Linked DNA regions of Gasterosteus aculeatus: region 2 is linked to region 1. A link is a contact called in public Hi-C data. All regions are on one chromosome and are shown on one strand. Each heading gives the region's core, a stretch centred on a gene start, on an enhancer-like site or on the middle of the called end of the contact. The rest is flanking DNA. Distances are from core to core; before and after follow the strand shown.

Region 1 (5,581 bases), core at 1,766-4,265:
TCAGTGTTTCCGTCTGCCTGCTGGGTGGCTCAGGTGTCAGGCGCAACAAAGGTGTCACAGATGTGTTTTGGAATTCTCTGTCTCTCTGCCGCGTAATATTGTTTCGGGGCCCTCGGATGCCTTCATCCGATCCGGATTTACAGTTTACACGTCGCTTCAGATGAAACCAATTCATCCGACCGTCGTGCTGACAGACTCACGTCAACACCCAAATCTGGCCATTTGCCTGTGAATAACTGAGTTGTTTTTATTTCTCTGCAATAGCTGGGCTCAAAATGACATTTTTTTCGGGTTGTCCACCCGTCCGTCCGTCTGTCCCTCGGACCAGCCGCCTAATGAGCTGGTTAAAGTTTGGTGGTCGGAGCTCAAGGTGGCTGTGACCTCACGTCTGTCACAGTGAAGAGAGCGCATCGCCGCCGGGATATCTTTCATTATATCTGCAAAAACATCAGCTTGGACTCAAAGATGATCCGATTACATTGTCAGCGGTCAAAGGTCAAGGCCACTGGACTAAGCAATGCTGGTAGTAAAATGAAATAATGGGGTGATGACATGAGCGACCTTGAGTTGGTAATCTTAACACCTTGTTTGTTTGATCGTGTGTGTGTGTGTGTGTGTTGTGCACAACAGATGCGTCAGGGCGCGTTCCTGGTCAACACCGCGCGGGGGGGCCTGGTGGACGAAAAGGCCCTGGCCCAGGCTTTGAAGGAGGGCAGGATACGCGGTGCCGCCTTGGACGTTCATGAGACGGAGCCCTTCACGTGAGTATACGCACACACACACACACACACACACACACACACACACACACAGCCCTCTCAATAGGCCGACGGATGAACGCCTGGCTCACAGAGACGGTTGAGACGAGGTAACAGAAGGAAGGGAAGGAGAAGGCAGCAAGTTACAGTCAGAGACGGAGAACCATAGACGGCCGTGAGACACGCGGACGGACACACGACCGCTTCAAGACAAACTGAAGTTAATGGAACTCGGGAGACGGAGGGAGCTCCTTTTATTCGCAATAGAGCAGGCGAGACTGATTCAGAGCGTAACGTAAATAAGTGAACTATAACGGATGGAATGAGGGGGATCCTGTGGCGATCTCTAAGCCCGCCTCCCGGCCTCACTCCTGGTGTCATTCACACGAAAGGAAAAAGGGAGAAAAGGCCACGGCGCTCTGGCTCCAGACCCACGAGCTCCAAGACGTCCATTGTTCAGGGCAAATTTCTAAATGAGAAAATGCTTCTTGGAAAAAAGTTGCTGCTGGTGATTATTGTTCACAGTTAGGAACTCGTGCTCCGCCCACCCATCCCGCGCGACACTGAAACCGATTCGGGGCGCCACTGAGGCGTTACACAAACATGCACACGCACACAGAACCAGGCCTTACAGGAATGGAGGGGGAGGCGGGGGGGGAGGGCGTGATCTGTCTCTCAGTGCCACTTGACAGCCCACGGATGAAGGAGGAGGAAGACTGTGTCATGGGTGAATACCGAGACATATTTTAATTTTGACAACTGGGCTTTATTTGACAGAATCCCTCTCTCTGCCACCTGCCAATCCTCACAGAATGTTAACGTTAAAGACAACCCAAAACAAATTGCTTTTTAGATTTCTTTTTTTTCTTCTTCTTTTTTTTACAGAAAACTTCAGTTAGTCACAGAGGAATTAGTTGAAGTTATTTCTGCCTCATTAAAATAAATCCAGAATCCATGAACATACAAATATTTTATTCCATAAGGCACCTGGAAGCTTTCCCTCTTCAGGAGATGAAACATCCAAATAAAGTGACGATAAGCAGCAAATAAAATAATAAATAAAAGTAGTAGACAGGAAGTTTGGTCATTTAGAAGAAAACGTTAGTTAGTTCACAAAGATAAGAAGAGCACAGCTCTTGTAATCCTTTCTCCCGTGTTTAATAATTTGTTTTATTCCTTTTCCCTCATTTTTCTTACTCGCTGTGTGTGTGTGTGTGTGTGTGTGTGTGTGTGTGTCTCACAGTTTTGCCCAGGGTCCGCTGAAAGACGCTCCCAACCTGATCTGCACCCCGCACACGGCCTGGTACAGCGAGCAGGCCTCTCTGGAGATGAGGGAGGCCGCCGCCACCGAGATCCGGAGAGCCGTCACCGGTACGCCGCCCCGTCCACTAATCCAAAACATCTGTTCCTGCCACCGCGCCAACATCTGCACCAGCACACTGCTAAACATGTGTGTGTGTGTGTGTGTGTGTGTGTGTGTGTGTGTTTGCCCCCCCGACACGACAGGCCGCATCCCCGACAGCCTAAGAAACTGCGTCAACAAGGAGTTCTTTGTCACCACGGCGCCGTGGGCCGTCATGGATCAACCGGGCGTCCACCACGAGCTCAACGGCGCCGCCTACAGGTAAACCCCGAACACGCAAATTTAAAAAAAAAAAAAAAAAAGGCTGCCCTGCATTATCTCAGGAATGTTTTGTCCCTGTTCTCTGTGGTAGTCCAATGGTCATTCTTTGAGCTGTGGGCTCTTCCTAAACTCAGCATGTCCGCCTCCGTGTGTTTCTCTCACGCAGCCAAGTGAGCCAAACTCTTCCTGGCATAACAACCGGTGTCCCCCAAGACAAAATTATTGCCTAGATCAGGAGCAGGTAAATACGACCACCCGGGACGACGAGCCTCGTGTCTGCGGGTCCCCGGATAAGACCCTCTCTCCCCCCCTTCTCCCCCGAGCTGGCGTGGTGTGTGTCCCCCCCCCCCCCCTCTATGCCTCCTCAGCACTCCTCCCCCCTCCCCGTTCGTAGCGAATGTGGGTTTTTTCTGAGCGTCTCCATGAGCATGACACAAATCCTTTCCCCGGATGGAGTCATGCTTTTGGGAGTTCCTTCTTGTGGGATTTTGGGACCCCCCCCCCCCCCCCCACACACACACACTTCCCCCTTTTTGGTTGAATGGAGAACCTCAGGCTCAGAGTGTGAATTGAATTACTGAACTGATTTTACAGTAATGTACTGAAACATTTGGACTTTCATGACAAACTGTACTGTGAAAATTATAAATCACTCTTTACACACAATACGATGACTATAACACACTATCACCTTTAAACATTATAAATAATACAATACTGACTTTTTAATCATGTACTCATGGGAGTGTTTTCAACATGCTCTACTATGATTTTTGTCCAAAATACTGTACTAAGACGTTCTTTGACATGCTCTCCTATGGCTTCTTTAGGACTTTCCCTCCATATATGTGAACATATTTCTTATTGGACGTTTTAATGGGGTGTTTTCTACATACTACATGCCAAACAATGACTTTTTATAACACACTAATATCGTTTTTTATACTTTTAATGATATTTTTTCAACACACAATAATATATATTTATTCTAACTGTGGTGGGAAAGAGCTATATTACATACATGACCTTTTAACCGCTTTTTTTCAACATGCTATGACTTGTTTTCGACATGTTACACTATGACTTAGTAACCCTAAGAGGCCCTTTGGGAGCCACACTGCCCCGTGACACTAACTCTGACCCCTCCCCTTCCCCAGATACCCCCCGGGCGTAGTCGGAGTGGCTCCAGGGGGCATCCCCGGGGCGTTAGAGGGCATGGTGCCAGGTGGGCTGCCCATCGCCCACACCCTGCCCTCTGGTACACACCCCTCCCAGGCCCCGTCGCCCAACCAGCCCTCCAAACACGGCGAGACCAGAGAGCACCTGACCGAGCAATAGCAGCAGAAGGGATACGAACGGCGAGCCCTCGTCCGACGCGTCGACTTTCACAACCGACCGACCAACTGGGACCAAGAGACAGCGAGACGACACGAGCGGACTGTCACCGAACTGAGGAAGCGTGCCGGGGAATTTCTACTTTTAATGTTTTAGTTTCTACTCTCTTGTCTCTCTGGGTTCAGTACCGACTTTACTCTTTGATGATGATGATGATGATGGTGTTTGGGTTTTTTTCCTCCGGTGACACGCGTATGATTGTGGACACAAAGTCGAGTGGTTTTTGTCTCTTTTTTTTTCCAGCGTCCCCGATGAGACTCTTGTCCCGCCTCCCGTACACCTCAGAGCTCATGGGAGAAGCGTAGGCGCACATCTCGACACACCGATGGGCGAACGAGAGGGGAAAAAAAACTTTGGCATCATGTGCAACTGGACCTTAACCCCCCTCCTCCCAAACTTCACCCTGACCCTCCCCTCCACCCAGCTCCTTCCCTCCTTGTGTAACTAATGTGTGTTGTTTAGCCCCCCTCATTATGCCACAGAAGAGAACTATTTTTTTTTTCTTTCTTTCAATCTTCTGTGTGAATGACTAAAAATGGATTGCTATATATATTTATCACTCGTCAGACAAAAAAAAAGATTGCTCATCCGTTCTAGTAATCTAATGTGAGTTTTGGCCCTTTCCTGGCAATAACACACATGACAGCTGTTGCAGTTGTAGGATTCCACCACATGAGGGCACTTGGGGGGTGGGGGGGGGGGGTCCTCGTTGAGACCAATAAATGTTGTGCGATTCTTTTTTTTAAGCTTTTAACGTTCACTTCACATAACATTTGATTGTTGAAGTTTGACATTAAATGGATTGCGATGAAGTATTTTACCTTTTCTCTTTTAGTCAAGAGCTATTTGGTAACGTGTCAGTGTGACTGAGCTCTGAAGGAGGAAGCCTTTTTTTCTCTTTTTTCGGAATCATAAGTTTCTGATCGAAACCCGAAATCAAACCAAGTGGCAGCAGCGCACGGATTGTGACCTCCCCCTCTTCTCTCAGCACATTTCACACTGAAGACAGGAAAGGGTTAAAGCAAACTTACTTTCATTAATGACTCAGGAAAACCTTTTTGCAGATATTGTTTATTCCAAAATTCTGTTTTTGAGGAACAAAAAAAAAAGATAAGACTAATGTGTTTAGTCTGGATATTCTCTCTCCTCCCTCATCCTCTCCATTGTGGTATTTTTATATACAAGGCGCATCCCACGTTTTTGGTGTTTAAAAAGAGTTTTGAAGAGTCCTGTTAGATTTGTATTGCCTAGTTAAATGTTCCTATAACCATAGTCCCACGTGGTCCACCCTCTTCTCTCCTTATTCTTTTTGTTCTATTGAAGGCCAGGTTCTTTGGGGCGTCTCGTACTCTGTAAGAGCAATAGCAGAAACTCCTTAGTGTCCCAACAATAGCAGAAGAGGCAGCCAGCAGTATGGTTTTTTTGTTTTTAGTGTGAGTATTTGTATTTGTTTCTTGTACAAGGTGAACATTTAGCATTCAGTGCAGTTCAAATAAAAGATATGATTCGGAGAACCAGCGGTCTGCGCCGGCATGATTTCTTCACACTTCTTTGTCTTGTATGGTTTTATTAGCAGAGCAGCTCCTGATGAGATACATTCTTTCAACGTAATCTTACATGATCTGGGTCGTCAATGTTGTTTTATCTTTTGTCACAGTGGAAGGTGGGGGGGCACCAAAGTACAAGCAAGTCCTTCCAACAGAAAATGAAATGAATATTACATTTTAGTAGAGTTGTGTGTTGATGAGGGTGACGGCAGAAAAACGAACGAGGGATTTCCTTGGGAAAAAACCCCCAAACAAAC
Region 2 (5,581 bases), core at 1,053-3,552, 52 kb after region 1:
CTCATGTAATTAAGGTAACATGTAACTTATTTCACGAGGACCGCCAGTAGTCATCGCTTCCTATTGTTTCCAGCTCTCGCCCACACGGCACTTGACGGATAGATTTCATCCTGCCCTCCCTTCACCTCGTGTTTCTTTTATGAACTTCTCAGCTGTCTGAGCATCAGATTTCTTTTCTTGTGCTTCTGGGTCAGTGAGGGTGTTCGCCTTGGGAGTTCGGGCACGGAGACCTTTGCACGTTTAGTATGCACCTCACTGAGGAGACCGAAAGCCCAGTGTCCCGCTGCCGGTCTTTTGTAGTCACTCGAGAGTTTGTGGCCAAAGATCTGCTCAGAAATCTGGGGGCAGCTGTGTGGCATTGGTCCTTTTTGCTATTTACCCTTGTAGTGTTTTTTATCAATAATTGCACGATTGGGGAAGCTTGCGGCCGCGTGTTTGCCACTCGGTGGTTAGCGACAACCGCGTCTTTGCAGCGCGACGACCTCCACTTCAAGCTCGCCTGGTGAACGCTGAACATCTTGATCACTTCTGCCTCGTTAAGGGCAACTCACAGTTCCCACTGACTGACTCACTCAGTCAAAGGTCAAACAGTCAAAAATCATTGACTGTAAAGCTACATTTAAAAAAATGAACCTAGATAAAAAGTGTGGAAAACATGTAAAGTGCAGTGGGAATCTGGATTATTATGGTTGACTTTGTTGTTATGTACCTCATGTGGTTGAAGTCCCATGTCATTGAGAACACTCTGGAAGAACGTCGGGGACGGCTTTCCAACTACTTCGGCCTTTAAATCACACGCATACTGGAGGGGAAAAAATCATCATCAATGTTCACATAAGAACTGCTCTTCTTAACCAATGCAAACGAAGCACTTACTGTACCTCCAGAGCCTTCATGTAGGCTCCGACGTCTAGTTTCAAACCGTCCGTCTCTTTGTAGTACCTCCTATGGGGAGATCACACGTATATATTTTACGTTGTGCTTATCAATTAGAATAGGCAATAATGCCTGTAGAGTTGCACAATATCCTCTTACCCTTGGCCCAGAGAGAACAGAAGTGGCTTCTCCAGGTCTGTGAGGACCCTAAATGCCTCGTTCAGGTTCTGGTAGGTAAACTTTTCAGCGGCGTCTCCAATCACCACGCAGTTCGGGTTGCTCTGGTCAACACTGTCGAACTCTGGGAGAAGTCCTGCATCGGAGTGAACGTATGGAGTCATTTGGAGGACGTTGTGATGTTAACAACACAGTTTACATACTGTCAACAAATCCCGAAATCTGTTTTTTTTCCTCAGAAGCTAATAATGATGCACAACTGGGCCTAAACAAAGCACCGTTATGTTAGATATGTTGCTTTCCTGCTCAATTAAACGCCACATGTTGAGTCGTTGCATGTTTTGCAGGAACCACTCAGGGGATGCTGTCAAGGCGCAGTAGTATTCACCATCATACACGAGCAGGTGGGGCCGTAAGCCCCTCTCCTTGAGGACAGCCGCGGCGGCAGGAGCGGGAGAGAAGACCTCAGACACGAGGATGTCGAAGCCCAGTCTCTGGAGCTTGGCGACGAACGTCTCTCTGGCTGCCTGAGTCTCATTGGTGCAGAAGCGCAGCTGCAGGTCGGATGCCTTGAGCCTTTAAAACCAAAAGCACAAGGAGGTTGAGCTTGCAGCAACATGGTGACACTGTGGATAGAGACGCCCCCGCGCACCGTTCAGATATTAACATCATGCGTGCATAGAGACGCGTTGGGAGTCTAGCAGGGGAATGCTAACGTTAGCATCCATGAAGTTGGCAACACTACGGAGAGACCGTATTTAAAGGTATAAAAAAACAACTCCCAACTCACATTTTCACCGCTTCAATTGAACCGGGAATGGCGACCCCGTCGCCCTCCCCGCTGTCATATAAAACGCCGCACATGTCCAGTATGACACCTTTCAAACTCCTCGCACAGCCCGGCCAGTCCGTGTCAGCCATGACGCAATGACAGCCTCGAAACGCGCATGCGCGTGGAGCGAGCCGGGCAGCTCCCGTGAATTAATCTCATAGCGGTTCGTATGACTAATAATAACATACACGGGCCTAAGGGCAACGGTCACTGTCGGAGTTAAGTCACCTAAAAGATGCAGTGGTATGATTTTATAAATACAACTCAAACAATGAAGTGTCTTTTAACCGAGCTGAACGAACGTGCCACTCTTTCGCCCTTTAAATGAATGACAGTTGTCTGTTTCGTCCAGGCGACTTAAAAATTGGTCGATCTTGCAATCGCCGGGTGAAGTTGCGGCATGGGGGCGTGTCCTCTGACGCAGCACGCACGGAAGGCGCCGAGGGCTCGTCCCCGCCCCCCGCCCAACCAACGGGCATTTATTAAGCCGCACCGGCGCCTTCAGCTTCACCCATCAGGACAGGACGGACATCCATCGCGCCACTAGAGGGGCTTTTAATCTTCGCTTCACTTCTCTGGTACTTATTTGGCTTCCCCCGCGAGGCTCCTTTCCTCTCCTCTCCCCGTCATCGAGGGTTTAGAGATCGCTTAAAGGCAACTGAAATCCGGCAGGCGCTAACGTTTGTTAGCTAGCTAGCTAGCTGGTGTTTTACAAATATAAATAAAAGGCGCAGGTGCTCCGCCGCCGCCTGCGCGTGCGTGCGGTTAGCAGCGGTTTATAAGAGGTTCACGCTCGGGAATGGGGGGGCATTCATATAATTTATGGCGACTGTCATAGCTTAAGTAAGCGTTTTAGGGGACGTCATGCGAACCCCCCTCCCGCACACACATACACACAACCCGACGATACAGTATTACGTAACACGACCCGGTTTCTGAAAGCCGCTCAGTGAGGAATTAACGTTGTTGCTACTGCGGGTTTTCGCGTGGCTGTGAAGTTACTGCGGCGGGGGAGGGAGGGGGTGGGGTGCGAGGCTGCCTCCCCCCTCCAGGAACCTATCGCCTCTCAGGAGCCGCGTTCATAGAAACCAGTCGCTGCCTCTGTTGGCTTTGTGTGTTTATTCACCGGTCAGAGTTATTGATTATCCAGAGCAGGATTCTGGATAACTAATCTGTTCTTCTTTTTCTTTTTTTTTGCACGTACTGTCAATTTTGCCAGAATTTCATTTCGTTGCATTTTAGTGCCACATCATCCTAGCTGTTTAAACAGGAGTCTTGCATGTCACAGGGCGTCTACTTAGTCTGGAACATCACAGTTGCGTTGCCGTGCTGCTTTGGGATTAGCTTTTTGTCAACGCCGCCAAGTACGTCCCTCCTTTGTGTTGCTTGTGAAAGAAAAAGCGTTATTCAGCATACAGGCGAGGCCCACGGGCTCTATTCAATGTCATATAACGGCGTGTTGGTTTATTAAGCACGTTTCTTGTTGCTGCAATGTGCTTTTTTTGTATTTTCTTTATTGAATAATCTGCAGATTCGTCTGTTGATTATTTGGACTACTATTTTGTTCTATAAAATGTCACCAGGTTTTAGAATTTCCTTTACAATTGGCTCTTTATTTGCTTATTATTATGCTTTGTTATTGTTTGTTACATTATGGTTCCTATTGTCTTTGTTTACAGAAAACCACCTGTTTGTTTGCAAGAATGCATTCATGCAACCCCTTAAAAAAAACATGCCTCTCATGCCATTCGATTAATTTTGCAAAGATGAGCAAGCCATGAGGTCTGACTCCATGGCCAAGAAGTTGAGAAATAATAATGTTGTTGATTTCTGGAAAGAAGTGAGACTTCTTAACAACTGTAAAACATCTTTGCCGTGCACTGTGACGGAATTTTAGGAGCAGACAATATTGCTGAGTTATGGAAGGAACATTATGGTACCTATGGTACTCTATACTTCACACGTGTGATCCAATTATTAAAAATGCAAGTCTACAGAGACTCCAAGTAGCTTATAATGATGCCATGCAAATATTTAACTGTATTAGTGCGGACCTATATACAAGGCGGAAGATATTGAGACGAATGTGTCAACGACAATTATGTCACGAGGTGTACCAAGCTATAAATAAGTTGGATGATGGCAAAGCAAGTGGTTCAGACCATATCACTGCTGAACATCTTAAATATGTTAGTCCCAGGATAGGTCCTCTTGTTGCCATCTGGTTTACCGGCCTCGTGACTCATGGCTTGTTACCAGACTCAATGCTGTCTGTCCTGTTAGTGCAGGTTATTAAAAACAAAGCTGGTAAAGCAGGTAGCCTAGAGAGTTACAGGCCCATTGCTTTGGCCAGTATTCTGTCAAAGGTCCTGAAAATAATTCTAATGGACGGATTAAATGAGTTTATTCACTCCTCAGATAACAAATTTGGCTTTAAAGCCAAACATGGCGCTGACCTGTGTGTGTATATATGCCTTTAAGGAAATTGTCAACAAATATAGAGGTCAAAACTCATCCGTTCTCATGTGTTTTATTGATGCCTCAAATATTTGACCGTGTTAATCATGGAAAATTGTTTAAAAAATTGAGTCAAAATGCAAAAAAATTCAAGTCTACAGAGACTCAAAGAAGCTTATGTAATGCTTATGTAATATTACTAAAGAGACCGAGATGGTGTAGTGCCAGTGAAATGTTTGTGACTGCGGCAGTTAAGATTACTTAATACAGCTTTGAAAGTATTATGTATCAATTTATCTGCCGGGTTAACATCTCTGAAAATGTAATCATCTTGGGTTTGTCAAGTATAAAGTTTCGCACTTCACGCTACCAGTCCCATAAGGCCTTGGTAGGTCTATGTACTCTGCTTTGCTTGTATATGTGTTTATACATCTTTATATATGTGTGTTCAGGCCCAAATCATTTTTGTGGGTAAGTCACATCCTTGAGTCTGAAATAAAAGTTAATATATCATCAAATAGACGTAGCAGCTTCCAACCACGAAGGGAATGATTCTCCAGCTCGGGCGCAACCTGAGCCGCTTGGCCCCCGCTCTCAGTCGCAGCGTCCACTCCGGCACGCGTCCCGCCTCCACGGCCGCAAACAAACTGAGGTCAGACCGCCCGCTCACCTCGGAGGAAATCTACGCCCGCGAGGACAAGTACGGAGCGCACAACTACCACCCGCTGCCCGTGGCCTTGGAGAGGGGGGAAGGTGAGTGCCGAGCATCACATGATTACTAAAAATACACACTCGCCCCGTGACGATAGTGGTGGTTCTCTCGTGTCCTCCCAGGTATCTATTTGTGGGACGTGGATGGCTGCCGGTATTATGACTTCTTGAGCGCCTACAGTGCAGTGAACCAGGGCCACTGCCACCCGAAGATCATCGCCGCGCTCACCGCCCAAGCCTCCAAACTCGCCCTGACCTCCCGCGCGTTCTACAACGACGTGCTGGGAGCCTACGAGGAGTACATCACCGGCCTGTTTGGCTATGACAAAGTCCTACCCATGAACACAGGTGCTGTCAGCAGGAGCAGCATCACACGCTAGCATCCTCACCAGTCATTACGAGTGCATTTGTTGACACCTCCATACTTTTATGACATTTCAGGTGTTGAAGGTGGTGAGACGGCCTGCAAGCTTGCCCGCAAATGGGCCTACAATGTGAAGGGGGTTCCCAAAAATCAGGCCAAAATCA

Evidence for each region. A called contact is a pair of places that touch in the nucleus more often than the background predicts.
Region 2: a Hi-C map of skeletal muscle shows a contact between it and region 1, with 10 times the contacts expected there. The contact joins the promoter of oat here to the enhancer-like site in region 1. A contact is called at or near these places in 4 of 6 Hi-C or Micro-C datasets (liver, skeletal muscle and tail fin).

Annotation. Positions count from the first base shown.
Region 1 is chr5:11,412,701-11,418,281 of fGasAcu3.hap1.1, forward strand. LOC120818874 (C-terminal-binding protein 2) reads left to right here. Exons shown (of 10, transcript XM_078103391.1): 7 at 631-761; 8 at 2,002-2,129; 9 at 2,265-2,382; 10 at 3,540-5,294. The coding sequence ends at 3,720. It overlaps zranb1a (zinc finger, RAN-binding domain containing 1a), which reads right to left. Exons shown (of 10, transcript XM_040175742.2): 10 at 5,328-5,581. Among protein-coding and RNA genes, the nearest start is that of zranb1a, 13 kb to the right of the region's middle. Within about 2 kb of position 3,016, at least 3 of the 9 cell types and tissues checked have open chromatin away from gene starts, as enhancers often do.
Region 2 is chr5:11,464,980-11,470,560 of fGasAcu3.hap1.1, forward strand. It overlaps oat (ornithine aminotransferase), which reads left to right and starts at 2,303. Exons shown (of 10, transcript XM_040176477.2): 1 at 2,303-2,463; 2 at 4,864-5,095; 3 at 5,177-5,401; 4 at 5,495-5,581. The coding sequence starts at 4,891. lhpp (phospholysine phosphohistidine inorganic pyrophosphate phosphatase) reads right to left here and starts at 2,366. Exons shown (of 7, transcript XM_040176480.2): 1 at 1,844-2,366; 2 at 1,442-1,629; 3 at 1,036-1,189; 4 at 882-945; 5 at 710-802. The coding sequence starts at 1,974.